Linked DNA regions of Sus scrofa: regions 2 and 3 are each linked to region 1. A link is a contact called in public HiChIP or PLAC-seq data. All regions are on one chromosome and are shown on one strand. The core of a region is the stretch at or near the end of the contact, and the rest is flanking DNA. Distances in the headings are between cores, read along the strand shown. Region 1 has its middle 31 kb from the start of FEZ2. Region 2 holds the start of CRIM1 (cysteine-rich motor neuron 1 protein). Region 3 overlaps CRIM1 (cysteine-rich motor neuron 1 protein).

Region 1 (3,863 bases), core at 812-3,311:
TTTCATTTCTCCAAGTTCACGTTAATGCTAAGTTTGGCATTTTTTTCCTTTCCAGCATCACCCAACTTGTTTACTAGATGATTTTTGAGTAATAGCTTCTTTAAAAAAAAAAATCACAAAAGGGGATTATCTTATCATGGCCAACTGGTCCTCTTGCTAAAGTTCATCTTCCTTCTTTTAGTTTTTTTGTCAGTTAAAGCTTATATGAAGGAAAGCATACAGGTTTAAATAAACTATACAGCTTAACAAATGTTCATATATGTATACACTCATATAACTACGACCCAAATTTAGATATAGCATATTTACAAAATCCCAAATAACTCCAATGTACCCTGCTAGTCAGTAATCCACCAGTGAAAAATGGTATTTTGCCTTCTAGCTCTATGTTTTGCCTTTTTTTGAACTTCATACAAATGAAATCATATAGGACTCTTTTGAATCTGGTTTCTTTTACTCAATATTATATATGTGAAATATATCCAAGGTGTCACATGTGGCAGAAGTTCCTTTTTTTTTTTTTTTTTAATTGCTGTTATGCCATTATGTCACTATACCACAGTTTATTTTTCCATTGTACTATTGATGGACTTTGGCCATCTCTGTCTTTGAGCTATTATGAATAATGCTGCTATGAACATTCTTATACTTCTCTGATAGTGGACATGCGTACTCGCTTAAGTTGACTCTGTATCTAGGGGTGGAACACTGAATCAGAGGGTCTCTGTATGCTGACTACTTTTTGCACCAGACAGTGCTTTTTATTACTGGATACAGAACAGATTAGTGGCCAGAGAGATAATAGCATTTGAAGATCATATGCAAAGAATTTGATAGAATATTTAATTGAGCTACTTGGAATTGTTTGGTTTTTATTTTTCTTTTTATAAAAGACAGTGAGGAACCACAGTGAAATATCGCTTTAGACCTGTTAGGATGGCCACTATCAAAAAACCCAGAAAGTAACAAGTATTGGCAAGGATGTGGAGAAGTTGGAACCTTTGTGTACTGCTGGTAGGAATGTAAAATGGTGTAACTTCCATAGAAAACACTGTGTAGATTCTTCCAAAAATTAAAAATGGGACTACCATATGATCCAGCAATCCCACTTCTGGACATATACCCTAAAGTACTGAAAGTATGATTTCAAAGAGATATTTACATACTCATGTTAATTGCAGCATTATTTATAATAGCCAAGAGGTGAAAGCAACCAAAAATGTTCTTGAACAGATACAATGAATCAAGAAAATGTTGTGTATACATATGATGAAATATTATTCAGCCCTAAAAAAGGACATCCTGTCAAAAGCTACAACCTGGAGGACATTATGCTAAATGAAATAAATCAGTCACAAAAGGACAAAGCATGCTTCTACTTTACATGAGGTACTTAGACATAGTCAAAATCACAGAGACAGAAAGTAGAATGGTGGTTGGCAGAGGCTGACAGGGGTGGGAGTTGGGGGTGGGGGAAGTCAAATTGTTCTCGAATGGATATAGGGTCTCAGTTTTGCAATACGACTAATTTGCAAAACAATGTGCATTTAGTTTACACTACTGCACCATACATTTAAAATGGTTAAGATGGTAAAAAAAAAAGATACTATTTTTTAAAAAAACATTATAGCTTTGATTGAAAAATATTCCTCTCTGGTTTCAGGCAAACATGGCTTAAGGAAATACAAAGTGAATTGATCTTTATTAGATTTACATGTTTTATAAGCTTTTGTAGAACGTAAATGTATTTGCTCACATAGGCTTCTCTGCTCCTTTGTTACTTTGGTTTGAGGGAAAATAAGATCCTTGAAATTGAATAAAATTATATATATAATTTTGAAAAGGCAGTGAGGAGTGATTGCTGGTTTATAGAGATTAAGAATTTATAAGTACAAGACACTAGCTCTCTAGCTCTCTGATTAAATGAATCTATTTTTGTATTTCTGGTCTTTGCATGAAACAAAAACCTCTGAAGTTACAGTGACTCATAAATAACTGTAGTGGAGCATTAAGTCCATGACCTAGCTGGTTGTAGGTGTCAGTAGATGTGATGGAGTGTAAGGACCTCTTGACAACAGCTGTGCTGGGGCTAAAGGCCCTGCCCCGCAGAACATAATGCTATCCTGTGGGTGGGAATCGCTGCTTGCAACCAGAACTTTAGGAGCAAAGCCGAGGCTTTATCGAGATCACACCTTTCCCCAAACAGTCATGAATGTAGATAAGCCAGAGGGCATTGCAGGCACGCAATTGTTGATGAAGGGCAGGCTTTCCAGCCAAGGATATTATTGGCCCTTAGTTGTTCTAACCTCAGCTTCCTAAGTTGACCTTGGGTGAAAATAGAATGGGTTATTCAGATGCTCAGAAGAGTCACTATTTACTGCTATGGAATTTGTGAATTCATTTTTACCACTATCCGGGCATGAACTTTTGGGTTAGTCTTGGGCAGTCTTTGACCTTGGGCCACATGCTGCCTGCCCTACCCTTGCCGTAGGCTCCAGGATCTAATTTCAGTGTCAAGGACTGGAATGCTGCCTCCATTTTGCTGCCTCCTAAATAGACCCAGATAACACACCATAATGGCTAAAATAAGAAGGCTTATTTTTCTCATGGGTGCTCTAGTTTTCAATACAGCAGATAATCGGAACTGTAATATTATAATTTTCCATGCAACTAAATACTATTTTTATTTAGAATGAAAAAATAGTGTAAGCATTTTAAATTAGTTTCACTGAATTTAATATTTTTTGTTTTTCTTTCTTTTCCTTTTCTGTCTGTCTGTCTTTCTTTCTTTCTTTCTTTCTTTCCTTCTTTCTCTCTTTCTCTCTCTTTCTCTCTTTCATCTTTCTTTTCTTTCCCCCTCTCTTTAGCTACCAATGATTCCATGTCTAGAGCTGGAACTCTAGAATCAGACAATCCCAGCTGGGCTCTCACTAGCTGTGTGACTCTGGGAAACCTCTTACCCCTTCAATGCATTGTTTCTCCTCTTATAAAGCAAAGATAAAAGTATATCTCTCAGCGTGGCTGTGATGATCTCGTGAGATGTTTTGTGCCTGACCTGTAGTAAGTACTTGATAAATGTTAGCTACTATATATTACTAATATGCTAGGGTTGTGTAAGTAACAACAAAAACAGTTAACGTAAGAAAAAAAAGGAAAAACTCCTAAAGCAACCAAAAAGCTAAAGATGGTAATAGAACTATTGGAAGGGAACTTGAAACTTTGCAAATTAAATACTTTGGAAAGAAGAAAAAAGTAGGAAAATATATAATTTGAGTCAATGAAGCAACAAGGATAAGATTGTTACATTAAATGAACAAAAATTAGTTCAGGCCATAAGCCACAACAAGGGAATTTTCCCATCATGAGCAGTATTTGTGCTGGTAAGGCTGGTTGAGGAGATTACGTTTCTTTGTAGTGTATCAGAGATCAGAAAAGTTTTGAGCTTACAAATCACTTGGCCCAACACAGTCATTTTACAGGTGAAGAGACTGGGATTCTAAGAGATTAAGCACCTTGCCTTCGGTTACACATTTCCTGATGGCAGAGCTGGACTGCAACACAGGGGCCCTGGTTGGAACCCAGAGACCATTCTATAGAGCACACAGCTTTCAGAATATGACAAGATTGAAAAGCCCAGAGAACTTTCATGCTGGAGTAAGAATAACTTTGCATTCACATCAAGAATCATTTTTCACACCTAGAATTCAAAGCATCATTATCTCAGTTTTACAAATGGGAAAAAGTAGGAATGAAGAGAGGCTCTTGGTTGACTGGCTTCATTGCCCAGCTTCAGGCTCCATAAATACACCCCTCATGCCCATGCAGGCTGGTATGTCAGCCTGCTGCCGGAACCGTCCCTGGTC
Region 2 (3,863 bases), core at 371-2,870, 280 kb after region 1:
CAGAAGGATGCTTCCGAATAAATCCCTCTCTGGTCTCATGCATGCTGGCTCTAAGTATTAAGGAAGGGGCAGGGCAGAGGGCGCCTGTCCCTCCTCCTCTCAGTTCCTCCAGATGCAGCTCTCCGCTCAAACACCCGGATACCTCCAAACAGCATCAACGTCAACGTCAGCCCAAGGAGGGATCTCACTTTTAACTGATGCTCCTTGAGTCCTCCCAGTAACCAAATAAAAAGAACTCAGTGTTTCTCTTAAGACCCCTAAATCGGACCAGGCCCCCCGAGGCTGGTGGCCAGGGCTTAAGGTTTACACCCCCAACAGTGCTTCTCCCACGGAGGAAGGCTCCACGAATCTAATCACTCTCCCTCCATCAGACACCGCGGTGCACAATACTTAGTGGAAAAACCAGCAGAACAATCCTCGCCATTAAACACACAAATAGAAGTAACTGGCAACACGATTAGAAACACGTGGATATCTGATCTTAAAAAGCAGCCTCTAATAGAAACAACTTTTCACCCCTAGGTCCAAGCCCCCCGCTCTCCGCCCCTTCATTCAGGAGAGAAAGCCTCTGACCATTTTCAATAGGCAAATAAATGAGTAACCACCGTATGTAACTTCCCTTGGGCTGACATATTCCGGAGCTGAAATTGATTTATATGCGCAGGAGGAGGAAGGGGGTGACGGAAAAGAGCAAGGAAAAAATAATAAAAGAGTCACACAGGGAGTGTGAGCTGGAGACACGTCTCCGCCAGCAGAAAATGGACTTTTGCGGACACGGTGAAGCACTTGGTTCCACACTGCGCTAGTGCGGGGAGGGCGGCAGGGGCTGGACTCCCCGAGGGGCTCGCGACAGCCTCTGCAGTGCCCCCTGCCCGTGGCGCCCCCACGTCGGGGAGCACAGCCGGGACACCCCACCCAGCCGCAGCCCGATAGGCCACACGTGTGAGCTTCTGTACGCGGCCGGGGGCGACTCCCCTCTCTCTAGCCTCCACCCACGAAATCCAACCTCAACCGCGGCCTGCCAGGCATCAGGGGGAACAGCGAGCGGGAACCCAGGGACGCGGGGCTCTCTGCCGGGGGCGGGGGCATCCCTCCTCCCGCGGAGCCCTCTCTCCTCGGGAAAGTCTCAGCCAAACTTTGTTCCGCGCAGCCAGCGCAGAGGGGGCGGCGCGGGCCAGGTGGGAGGGGGCACGCGGCGGGCGGCCGTACCTTCGCAGACGCCCACTTCGTACTCGGTGATGGAGTCGCCATTGAGCGGGGGGCGGATGACACAGCGCAGCCCCCGGTCGCAGGCTCCGTGGAGCCCGTAGGCGCCGCCGCAGCTCTCGTTCCTCTGGCGGGCGCACATGTAGCAGCAGCCGCAGACGCCCTGCACGATGCTCCCGGGGCAGCTCCTGGGCTCTTCGCACTTGGACTCGTCGCAGGGCAGGCAGACCAGCGCCCGGGTGCCAGAGCGCGCCAGCAGCAGCAAGAGCCCCAGCAGCGAGCCGGCCAGCCCCCTGCCCCCCGCCACCAAGTACATCCTCCTGCGCCGCCGCCTCCTCCTCGCAGTCGGGCCGGGAGCGGGGCGGGCGCCCTCCCCTGTGCGGGGCACACGCGCCGCCGCCGCCGCACCCGCAGCCCGCGGTCCTCGCCGCCCCCCTCGGGGCCCCCGGGGCGCGCCTCCCCTGGCGGGGCGAGGCCCCCGCCCCCTCTGCGGGCCGCGCCGACCCCGAGCCCACTAGCGTTGGCGCCAGCGGGGGCCTCCCCTCTTCCTCCTCCTCCCGGGAGGGAGGGGGAAAAAAGAAAAAAAGTTTCCTCCCGGCAGCTCCGGTTCAACCCAAACTTCTGGCGGCGGCGGCAGCGGCTGCGCCCGGCTCCAGCTCCGGCTGGCGGCGCCTCCTCCCTCTCCTCCTCCGCGTCGGCCGGCCCCGCGGCAGTGGCGGTTGCGGTGGCGGCGCAGCCTCCGGGCCGGTCCCCGCCTCCCGAGCAGCCGAGTGGGCGCGGTGGCGCAGCAGAAGGTCCGCGGCGTCCGCTCCGCGCGCCTGGTTCGCCTCACTCCTGCGCCGCTCCTCCGGGCGCTTGTTTATGGCTCGAGCCTCTGCCGCTCCGGCTGCGCCCTCCCCCATCCTACCTCATCCCCCAGCCCGCGCCGCGCGCCGCTCATTGGCTGCCCCCCACCCCTCCCGGCCCGGCCGGCTCCCTCCCCCTCCTCCGCCCTCCCTACCCGGCGGCCGGGCCCTTCCTCCCTCGCACGCCTCCCCCCACCCCCCCCACGCTCCTCCTGTGCCTCCGGAGCCCGGCGCACCGAGCCGGCCCTGCAGCGGGGTCTTCGCGCGCCTCGCCCGTTCTGGCGTCGCCCGCTCGCTGCGGCTCGGGGAGCGAGGCGCATCCGGCGAGCTACCAGAGTCGCGGCGTCCCGAGCGCCCGCCGGCCCCAGGTCCACCGTGGCTGGCCTGGGAGTCCTGAGGGCGAGACGGCTGCACCTCCGGTGCCGGCTTTGAGTTCCGAGAATGGCTGGGGACCCCGGAGCTCGGGGCGGGGTGGGGGAGAATTGCTGCAGCCCTTGGCTGGAGTACCCGCCGGATCGAACCCCGGGAAAGGGAAGCAAATGCATGGAACCTCCGCAAAACTGGACGAGAATCCATCTTCCACTGGAGCTGGGAATAGACTTTGTAAAAGATCTTATGTAATGGAGTCTCGGGAAGCTCGAGACGCCTCCAGCGAAGCTGCTGGTGAATTAATTAAGTGCTTTAAATCGTCTAGGTAAATATTCCGGGGCGGGGGGACGACTGTTGGGGGCCTCCGTAGCTTGAGTTGCATTTTAACTGCCTACATCTTGTCTGTTTCGTCGCTCTGCCGTCTGTGCCGAGGTACTACATTATCGGAGGGGGCGAGTGGAAAGTGGAGGTGAATTTTTCTCCCTTGAGTAAGGCTGAACACTGGATTACGACAAGTCTTGACATGATTGGACCTGCGTATTTTATGCATCATTAATGTCATCTCACATTGCCCCTTTCCCAAGCTCGTGGACAGATGTGGTGGGTTTTCAATTTTTCATTTATTGTGAACCTACTAATAAAGAAGATCTGGGGTAAATATTCTTTGTGTTAAACCAGGTAAAGAAACAGCTGAAGTCATGCATCCTTGTTTCTTTTATGTAGCTGTCAGAAAAGGTTCTCAAAATGATTGGCTCTGTAATGGCCCACCATTACAGGATGTGTTACATGGTCAATAAAATTAGTGAATTAATAAAAAGTGATTTGGGTCAGTGTGAAAAATAAAACCAGATCTTGTGGCAGGTGTGAGATGGGAATGGCCAGCTGACCTTTTGATCCAAGATGGTCTGGTTTCAGGAAGGTGGCTCTGCCAAATGGATCTGAAAATCGTGACTAATGAACCCAAAGTTAATAGCAGGGCAGTGTAAGGAGAAAGGAAACAAAGGTGCCTTTGAAATCCTCTGTTTGCGGAACAAATTTATACTTATTATAAATATTTTGGTTTAACCACTCTAATCCTGAACGGAAAAACCAAAGTTACCAGTGGAATATTCCCCAGTCACTGGCATCAGAAAACTAAACAACATTTCTACAGTCATATTTCTTTGTCTTGTAGAGGGGAAGAGGCTCATTAATTATAGCTGATTATCAGAGGGTGATGGAGAAAACGATCAACAGTGGAAAGGGGGAGTGAGTGGTCCCATTTTCTGGAGGCATTTTGCTTTTTGGGGCCACTCCTGTGGCTTATGAGCGTTCCCAGGCCAGGGGTCTAATTGGCGCTACAGCTGCTGGCCCACACCACAGCCATAGCAACTGGGGATCCCAGACGCATCTGCAACCTATACCACAGCTTAAGGCAACGCCAGATCCCTGGTCCACTGAGTG
Region 3 (3,863 bases), core at 966-3,465, 260 kb after region 1:
AGACTTCTTGTATTTGGAACAAGCACATCTGGGGTTCACTGTTTCTCCTCTCTGTTTCCCAAAATGTCTAGTAAAGTTATGTTACCTTTGTAAACAGTTTTCTTAAAAAAAGAAGGCAGAAGACCTAATATTTGGCCCCAGACACACACAGCTTAGATATGGGAAATAAGATGTTCACGAAATAAAACCACAGAGAGGGAATTTAGGTAACACCTCGGAGTGACCATCAAAGGGATCTGCGTTCCCTTTTACAAGGCAAGGCCTCTTCCCACATATAACTAAGCTCCAAGAATCTCTGAGTATGAAAAATTCTAGAGAATTTCTCTATCAGTCCTTTTGATGGTCTAACCCTTTACGACATACGGCAAGGGCAGAAGATGAGCTCTTATAAACCTGATGAGAACCTTATCAACTGAAGAAGAGAAGACACAGGAGTGAGACGCCTTATAGCTTTACTCAAGTTGCCTGGGAGTCAATCTATGTGTACTTATTTACATAAATTAATAAGTCATTTTAACAGAAAAAAAACTTAGGCCATTAACAGAACCTAACAGTTTCAAGTAGAGAAAATGCTATCATCATAGAGTAATGGACATAAAGAGACAGACTCTTAGGACAAGAATGCCAACAACTCCATGAGGAACTTTTTGACATTAGGGGCTTTACGTATATGGATGTATATGTACATACATTTGGCAAACATGCACACCTGTGCACCGCAAGGACAGTTTTCCACTGTAACTGAAGGCAGAGTCTATGTTTCAATCATCTCTAAATTACACACATGCCTACTTGCAGACTCAAGAAAGCATGCCCACTGCACACTGCCAGTCCACTGGCTCCCCCACAAGGCTCCCCTAGATCACTGATGACTTGGTCTCTATCCCTCAGAAAGCCCTATCTGCTCGCTTCCTCTAGCAAAATGTGACCTTTTCTCCCCAAGTACCAATTCTGGGTCCAGGTGTAAGCATGACAGCCCATGAGGGTCTGGTTCAAGAACCGATTTTCCCCCAGTAGCTCTGTGAGGTTCTTTCCAGGCCTCAGAGCAACACAGCTATCTATACAGCTGAAAATGGTACTTACTACTTGCACTTCACACCCTCTTCTCTGGTTCTTGCCTTCCAGAAAGTCTACTTTTCAGTTATAAGAACTGTTTACCTTGGCTTATGAGCTGAGGGGCACTCCCCTCTTTCAGGAGTGTTTCCCAGTCCTCTGCTTTCATTCACTTATTAAAGACTGAGGGTAAGTGTGCTACTCCAGCAGCAAGAATAGCTCTAGGTTCTTCACCCACCACCTCGAATTTACTAAGGAACCACGGTTTTGAGGGGCACACATCTCTGATTTCAGTTGTGTCTACTATTAAGTCAAATATTCCCCTGCTGATAAAGTCAGAAAGAAAGCAACACTCAAGAATAACATACTTGCACCCAGGGTCTGGAAGCTGACTTTTAAATTTCAGCAGTAATGAAGCCACAGGAAAGTTAACAATAATAGTTGTAAGGAGTCAGAGAAAAATCAAATAATTACCTTGCAAGAATCTTCACTTTTCATTGCCAACTAAGCATTATAACCTTACTGAGCAATTGGTTCCAGCTTGCCCTCCTCCCCCTCCCCAAAACTTGTATAACAGCCAGTGTAAAGAATAAGGCTCTAAAGTGAGCTACTGGAAAGGCACCAATTCATGACACCCCCAGGATGAGCAATTACCATCAGGTTGTGAGATGAGCATCTCAAAGGCGGGAAAGGGACACAGAGCCACAGAGACATGGAAATTAAACCTGCCCTAAAAGAACAGGGCTCTCTGGGTGCATTCACTAAAGTGATAAAAGGGTCTGGATGCCCGAGCTTACACCCAGGATAATTTTGTCTACGTTGTCTGGGACCTTGTACGCTTTATCTTGGCCGAACCTCTCTTCTTTCGCCGTTGAAAAGCTTAGTGCCCAATGTATCACCCAAAGGTTGTAATTTGCTGTTGTATCCTTAAGTATCTCCATCCTTCTGTCCGAATTTACAAACCACTTTAAGGCCTTCAGAAAAATAAACAAACAAATAATGAGTTCATGACCAGCGTTGAAGGGAAAACAGCCCCACTCTTCTGAATAACACGTTGGGACTCCAGCCATTAGTCATCAAGAATTCCTCAGTCCCTGAAGTCATAGGGTTTGGAGTAAATCCAAATGGGATTTTGCTTTTTTAAATTCCTTATACTGCATTCCTATGGACTTCCTGTGCAAACCATTGTGAGGCATTTTTATTATTCACAGTCACACACTTCCACCCTCATGTTGTTGGCTTAGGATTTCCTTCCCTGAAGAAGCTGTACAGTTAAATTCCTGCGGACATGTGCAGATCACCTGGAGCAGTAAACAGGCTGTGTCATTCACCGGTCGTGCTCACAGGCTAAGAGTTCAAGACATGTTTGTTAAAGTTAACTCCCTCCTCATTAATCAACATTCATGTTTAAGACCCAAATCCTGGATTTCCTGAGAATCCAGAAGGCTGTTTTATCATCATCAGTTATTCACATGGTCACCTGAAGTGTGTCTCTATAAAGTAATTCACAGTTGTTTATCAGCTGTTTCCAAGCAGCTGATCACCACATCATCTCAACCATTCCATGCACAAGATCCCTGGTGATAAAGGGGTTATAAGCAGCCACCCACGAGGAAAATTCTTACAAGCAGATGAAGGCTTGGCAAATGAAAGACAACACCTTATGACAAACTGGCAAGAAGAAAATCCCCACAAATAAAAATAACCTTCAAATATTTACTACAACAAAAACAGCTAAAACTAACCCATTGCAGGAAAACTTTAAAAAATAAATTCTAAGAATGATTCCAGAGAAAGAAGGGAAGCAAAAGACTTGGGATAGTTCGGAGCTGCCTTCTGCCAATAACACGACTTCTCCCTGGGCTTCTCTTTACAGGTGTCATCTGTTTCAGTTTCCACAATATAGACCAAACATTTCAGATGGAAAGTTTTTGTATAATATCTTGGATGACCTTGAGTCTAGATTTAGTCAACAAATGCTCATTGAGTTCTTCCTGTGTGCCAAGCTCTAGAATAACACACAATCCTGGCACTCGAGTGGATCACAATGAGGCCCCGAGACAGAAATGTGAACTCTAACACAGTGTGAAAAGTGCTATAACGAGGGAAGGAGAAAGTGCTATTTATGGGCTCTGGGCAGGGGGTCGGGGGGAAGAGGCTGGCATTATTTTTTCCTGGGCAGGGCAGAAGGCTTCACAAAAGGAAGCAGCATAAAATGGTAGCGTCTGAGAATGAAAACACATTTTGAAGGATGTTCAGATAACTTTAGGGAATCTGAAAGCTGACACCACACTGATTTTCCAGTGGCTGGCTTTGCCCCCCACACCTTTGGTGGCCACAGATGTTAGGAAGTATCTGTCCACTCTACCTCCTCATTTTTCTGAGTTCTGAAAGGGTCTTTGTTCAAGATAAACTTGAAATAAACTAGTCAGGTACTGAGTTTAGGAGTCTAATTTTCCTTTACCAGTGGGTTTTTAATAATAACATGTGAATTACTAAGGCATTACTGGCAGTTAAACGATTATACTAAGATTACTAAAAAAGAAAAGTGGAGACCATCATATATATGACAAGAAAAAAGGCTCTCTGTTCCTTCCTTCCTGGTAGTCATCCTTTGTGTTTTCTCTTTTGGCAGCTCCTGATACCTTCTACTTTTCCATTCTCTCAAGAAATAGTATCACCCGGGCATTTCTGACGCAAGTGCTCATGCTCACATATTCACACACAGTTTAAAAAATATAATACATGGACTATTTTCAGTGCCAAATGCAGCTGCAATTATATATTTCTTTTGGACATGTTTTATGTTA

Evidence for each region. HiChIP or PLAC-seq counts read pairs in DNA pulled down with a chosen protein or histone mark.
Region 2: a contact with region 1 is called in an H3K27ac HiChIP or PLAC-seq map of skeletal muscle, with 12 times the contacts expected there. The contact joins the promoter of CRIM1 here to the enhancer-like site in region 1. A contact is called at or near these places in 3 of 5 promoter capture datasets (fetal liver, fetal skeletal muscle and liver), 19 of 47 Hi-C or Micro-C datasets (alveolar macrophages, embryonic fibroblasts, fetal heart ventricle and 10 more) and 1 of 2 datasets of contacts at active chromatin or transcription factors (skeletal muscle).
Region 3: an H3K27ac HiChIP or PLAC-seq map of skeletal muscle shows a contact between it and region 1, with 5 times the contacts expected there. The contact joins two enhancer-like sites. A contact is called at or near these places in 2 of 47 Hi-C or Micro-C datasets (fibroblasts and psoas muscle) and 1 of 2 datasets of contacts at active chromatin or transcription factors (skeletal muscle).

The regions. Positions count from the first base shown.
Region 1 is chr3:103,533,455-103,537,317 of Sscrofa11.1, forward strand. No RefSeq gene overlaps it. Among named protein-coding and RNA genes, the nearest start is that of FEZ2, 31 kb to the right of the region's middle. Within about 2 kb of position 2,062, at least 6 of the 83 cell types and tissues checked have an H3K27ac peak or open chromatin away from gene starts, as enhancers often do. A contact at or near this core is called in fetal skeletal muscle and skeletal muscle, where this site is marked.
Region 2 is chr3:103,813,836-103,817,698 of Sscrofa11.1, forward strand. CRIM1 (cysteine-rich motor neuron 1 protein) reads right to left here and starts at 1,621. Exons shown (of 16, transcript XM_021087639.1): 1 at 1,210-1,621. The coding sequence starts at 1,522.
Region 3 is chr3:103,795,011-103,798,873 of Sscrofa11.1, forward strand. The region is part of intron 1 of CRIM1 (cysteine-rich motor neuron 1 protein); the gene reads right to left. Among named protein-coding and RNA genes, the nearest start is that of CRIM1, 19 kb to the right of the region's middle. Within about 2 kb of position 2,216, at least 21 of the 83 cell types and tissues checked have an H3K27ac peak or open chromatin away from gene starts, as enhancers often do. A contact at or near this core is called in skeletal muscle, where this site is marked.